Linked DNA regions of Hordeum vulgare: region 2 is linked to region 1. The links are chromatin contacts, called in public Hi-C maps. All regions are on one chromosome and are shown on one strand. Each heading gives the region's core, a stretch centred on a gene start, on an enhancer-like site or on the middle of the called end of the contact. The rest is flanking DNA. Distances are from core to core; before and after follow the strand shown.

Region 1 (2,714 bases), core at 92-2,591:
TACATACATGGATTTTCATGGACAAACAGTTGAAGATGACTGAACTTTTAGACGACATCGTTTAGAGAGCTTACGGTCCAGTAGGTGAAGAACCTCGGGCTGTTGTCCCCGTATAGCTCGGGGCTGACCTGCCACCCGGCCTCGATGGTGTTGAGGTCGTTGCCGAAGGAGCCGGAGATGACCCAGATCTGGGACAGGCTGAACTCCGCCGGCGACGACACCTGCGCCGGCCACACGTTCAGGCTCGCCTTCGCGCCGTAGAACTGCCCGCCGGTCACGTACCCCACCGCGTGCTGCATACCACCACAATGACATTCAGTATCCGGTACACTAGTACAGTGGCCGTATCCTTTTGTCTGCATACGTGTCCAAATGACTGACTGATACTCCTAAACAGAGACTGAATCGAAGGAGTGGTCATCATTGGCGGGGAGCCGGTGACTGACCTCATGGCCGTTGCTGGTGGAGTCCCGCCGCGCCGCGGCACTCTTGGGCTTCATCCCGAACCTCCGAACGGAACTGGCCCTGAGCAGATCGCCCTCCGTCGTCCGCCTCACCGGTATGGTCCCCTTCGGGCACCACTCGCCGGAGCTCCTCCACGTCTGCGGCAAGACCTCCTCCTCCTCGTCGTCTTCCACGGCGTCGGCATTCCCTGGCCTTGCCGCAGGTTCGTCCTGCAGCGGCTCAACAACCATTAGCGATCACCTCAAGGGCATACGCGAGAACACGATGCACATTGCAGCCGGTCAGTCACTGTCAGTCAATCAGAATTCAGAACAACACTAACGTACCTCTGGTCTCTGGCCTCTGAGGCTGGGATGGTCGAACGCGGGCTGCAGGTGAGAGGGCACGCAGTCTATGACGTCGCCGTCAGGGCTCTGCGAAATGATCAAAACCAGTTACTACCTGGCAAAAAAGGGACAAATTTCACGTACGATGTGACGAACGAGAAGAATGTCTGGTGTACGTGCCTGGATCGTCTTGACAGTGGCTTCCCTGACCCTGGCGAGCTGGGCCCTCATCCGCCGGAGCCCGAGCTGCTCCTCGCCGAAGCGGAGCGCCGTCGTGCTGCCATTGCCATTGCCCGTCGTCGCGGAGGAGACGAGGGCGGGGAAGACGAGGAGGAAAGAGACGAAGGAGGCAATGATTGGGCAGCAGCAAGAAGCCATCGACGAGCAGGGCTGCCCTGAGTTTCGTAGCAGCCTAGGATCAGAAGAAGAAGAGGAAGAAGCTTAATACTCTTCCAAGGCGTCAGTCAGTATGTGCGCGCGCGCACCAGCATTGGCGCGGTTGTCTTCTTCCTACCGCCCTCGAGCTCGCTATAAATACACACAGGCATCCATAGATCACTAGATACACGGATGGATAGATACCTGGGAGTATGGCACCAAACGAACCAGCAGTGAGACGGAATTATCAGCAGGTCATTTGGCCGACTCTGCGCTCCGGTGGGCGGCTGATTTGGCTCACCAGCCTGCAGGCCTTTTTCTTCCGTGCGACGGACCAGCACAGCATAATTGTCTCGAAATGAGCACCACGCGTAGCCATGCCCCCATCATTTTTTCCTAGCCGTATGCCCGCTCCTGTCCCCTCTCCCACTCCACGCTGCTGCCTTTTGGTCTTTCCTTTAGTAGATCTCAGTGGAGGCCAGCCCGGTGGCATGGCATGTAACTTTTCTTTGTGCTGCAGAACGATGGGTGCTCCCCATGTGCCGAGAGATTTAGGCAGATCTGTGCAATGTCCAGAACACTGCTTGGTTAGGCAGAACAGGTTTTACATCCTGTTACCTTTGAGCTCGGCAGTACAGACTGCGTAGTTCAGAGGCACGATCGGGGTTACTGGATTCCAGGACACTTCATTACTTGTGTTGAAATTAGTAGCGGGCCTTAGGCCCATAAGATAATTTCAAAAATCTCCAAAGGTCCATGTAGGTGAGGGCATGACAAGGTGGTGGTGAAAAGTTTAGTCCCACTCCGTTAGTGGAGAAAAAGTTTGATCCTTTATAAGGGTCTCTATTCTATATGCTATTGGAGAGTGAAAAGGGAAGAAGCCCTCGCGCACTCCTCCCTCGCCGCCCGCCACGCCTCGTCACGACGTAGGTTGCGGGAATGAGCCGAGCTCCCACGTCTCTCCACCCGGCCGCCTATATAAGTAGGGCTAACACCAACCCTAGCCATCACGAGAATCAGATCACATCTGCCTCACGCGATCGTTCCTTTGCTGCTGCTGCCGCGGGCGACTCCGTCCCGTTCACCGCGCTCGTGGATTAATTTACTCAAAAAATCGCCTATTTACTCAACAATCCAAAAAACTAATTTGTGTAGGATTTTTTGAGTAATGGTTTTGCTGTTGCACTGAAACCGGATAAGTTTATTGGTACTTATTTCAAGCGTTGGCCACCATCCTATTCCTTGGAGTAGTTATAAGCGTGATCGGAGATAAGCTGGTTGATGCATATTTACATATGCATGTTGCCAAAGAGCTGTGGGAGGCGCTCAAATCTAAATTCGGGGTCACTGATGCTGGGAGTGAGATGTATGTTATGGAGCAGTTCCATGATTACAAAATGGTTGACAACTGTTCTGTATTGGAACAGGCTCATGAGATAATGATCACATCTGCCTCTCGCGCTCGTTCCTTTGCTGCTGCTGCCGCCGGCGACTCCGTCCCGTTCACCGCGTACACAGTCGACGGGAGAGCAGGCCTCCGAAACC
Region 2 (2,714 bases), core at 117-2,616, 150 kb after region 1:
GATTTCAGGACATAACACAGCAGAATTTGTTTTTACTACAAAGCATACTTTTTACTTTACTAATTAGTGTAATGAAGCAAGAACTCGAACACCACATAATTGATGTGTTAAACAGTACAAGTTCCCCCCTTACACCTAATGCTTCATTGAGTTCATTCTTTTGTGCAAATTCCAAGCCAGAAGTAGGAGTTGCCATTCTAAGAAGAGCCTCGAACTGTACCTGTCGGACACAAAAACGAAGCGCTCATTGAAGGGATCCTTGAGTGCATGGCTGAGAAGGATGCGCTCGGCCTCGATCATGCTCGCCTCCCCCCAATCCACCTGAATGCCAAAAAAGTTGAAAGCACGTCAGCAGCAACTGAGCCTCGAACGCAGAGATCACATGGATATGGTAGGAACTGTCAGCACTGACTAACCTGGACGCTGTTGTTGACCTGCCGGTTGTAGAAGAAGCGGGAGCGGGTGGTGGCGCGGGTGAGCACGAATCCCGGCCGCGAGTGCACGAAGATGGAGAACCTTCCCTCATTGTCAGCCTGATCCGTATAAGAATCACGATTCGATTTGGCATTCATTCACATCGGCATTTGTGAAAATGGAGACGGCAATCGAGAGACGAAGCGAGAAGGGCGGGGGGACGTACGCGGAAGAAGGCGTCCCAGACGAGGTCGAGCGGGAGGCGGTTGCGGGCGATGAAGAGGAAGGCGACCCTGGCGTTCCCCGGCGGCAGCGGCGCCTCCTCCACCTCGGCCAGGACCACCGGCTCCTCGTGCCTCCCCCCTCCTGCCGCGGCCGCCTGGTCCTTCGCTTCGTCCGCATCCAGCGGCGGGGAGGAGCCGTGCAGCAGGAGGAGGAAGACGCCGGTGACGCAGAGGCACAGCACGAGCAGCACCGCCGCCGCCGCGCTCCTGCCGCCCCTGCCGTACGAGTGCCGCCGCGGCCTCATTTCCCGAGACTACGGTAGTATTACCGACTCACCGCCGCCGCCTCCGTTGATCCTCCTGCTCGCGGCATTGGGGGCCAGCAAAGGCAAAGCGTAGCAGAGCAGAGCAGAGCAGAGAGGAGCGGAGCGCGCCTCAGCTCAGATCTCGAGCTCCCACGGCTAAGCTGGGGGGGTGTGGTGCGGTCTCGTGATCTCGGGAGGTTGGTGGTGGTTGCACTTGCGCCGCGGCGGGGAGGCGGGGGATCGAATCTCGGCAGGCTCCGCTTGCTTTGCTTGCTTGCCGGGGCAGCGCGGCAGCGGCAAGTAAAGCTAGCAGTCTCGTGAGAGACACTGCTCCTCGACGGGCGCGCTAACCACCTACCGGGAACGGGAACGGGAACGGGGTGGATCCACGTTCCAGTGAGGTCGGGGCAGCGGCAACGGTGCGGATCCAAATCCAGAGCGGGGGCAACAAAGGGCCATGTTGTGGCCTGACAGAGGCACGTGAAGTTTCCATTATTCACATTGACTAGTCCCAAAAACTGCGTCAAGGCGACACGCCGGCGGACGGCGGTGCCGATCGACGAGCTAAACGGAACCGACAGACCGACCGCAACGTGTTTACTGACCCATGCCATGGAGAGAGTGAAGTCTATTTTAGACCTTAAAGTTGTACGTATGATCAAAACTAAACCCTGAATTTTAAATCCCTGAAATTCATACCTTGTATTTACTGATCCCAGTCAATTTCAACCTAATTTCAACCTTGGATCTGTTTGCCGCACCTGGAAAGGAAAGATCCCGACAGGGATCACTCACTTATCTCATTTGCTGCTAGCACTACGAATGGGTATTACTAGAACACATCAACATGGTCGAGGGAACACAACGAACTGACTAACACGAGCTTCTTGTTTAGTATCCATACTTGATGAATACTGGAAGGCACCGAACTTGGTTTGCATCCATGCTGCTGTCTAGTCCTCCGTCATCTCCCGCCTCCCCCGTGCTCGCCGTCGCCACGTCACGAGACCGCTGAGCGCCGGCGCCCATAACGGTATGAAGGCCCCAGACTTGCTTGAGCTCTCAGAAGCCGGACATGGTATACGTCTTGCCCGCGTTGTTCAGCACTGTAGTGAGCTGCCCCGACCGAAGAACGCGACCCCGACACCACACGGCTACCGACGTCGCAGATGTTGGCCACGTTGACCCATTTGTCCCACGAGGAGCCGGCGTCGACACGGCCGCCAAGAGCGCGAAATCGAGACCTGGAAAACCTCTCTCCTCTCCGACGTACAGCTGCACTTCTGCACAAGGACCTCCCGTACCCACCATCATTCTGTCAAACAGGTGGTGTTCATGCACTCCACTGCAGCTCACGTCGCCTCTGAGGTGCTTCTACCGCGCTGACCAAGAATTCGTGTTCGACACCGTCCAAATCCCCTAGCCGCGTGTCCACCGCCTCCATCTGGGGTACGCCTGGTGCCACGCAGCGGACATCACAGGGCGGATTGTAGTCGCTCCACGGGAATGGTATAGCAGTGGCCTGTGATGCTGGACACAAGGGCGCGATGAGCGGCACATCCGTGTACGCTCGCTAGTTGAGCTTAGCACGACGTACGCCAACCGTCGAGCTTGCCAAATGGTCGTCGCAGTACTTGGGAGAGGGAAAGATCGGCGTGGGAGAGGATTTTTCTTTTTCTTTGGCGGGAGAGGATGAATATGAAACGTGACCCACATAGTCAGCGAGAGCAGAGTGTGATCCCAACCTGGATTGTTATTTTCCTGCCCCCCA

What was found. Hi-C and Micro-C count contacts between places; a contact is called where the count stands out from the background.
Region 2: a Hi-C map of leaf shows a contact between it and region 1, with 4 times the contacts expected there. The contact joins the promoter of LOC123426673 here to the promoter of LOC123407872 in region 1. A contact is called at or near these places in 2 of 6 Hi-C or Micro-C datasets (both in leaf) and 1 of 1 datasets of contacts at active chromatin or transcription factors (embryo).

The regions. Positions count from the first base shown.
Region 1 is chr1H:114,823,960-114,826,673 of MorexV3_pseudomolecules_assembly, forward strand. It overlaps LOC123407872, which reads right to left and starts at 1,342. Exons shown (of 5, transcript XM_045101112.1): 1 at 972-1,342; 2 at 792-878; 3 at 447-674; 4 at 75-293. The coding sequence starts at 1,169.
Region 2 is chr1H:114,970,130-114,972,843 of MorexV3_pseudomolecules_assembly, forward strand. It overlaps LOC123426673 (glycosyltransferase BC10-like), which reads right to left and starts at 1,367. Exons shown (of 11, transcript XM_045110544.1): 1 at 641-1,367; 2 at 417-533; 3 at 221-321. The coding sequence starts at 943.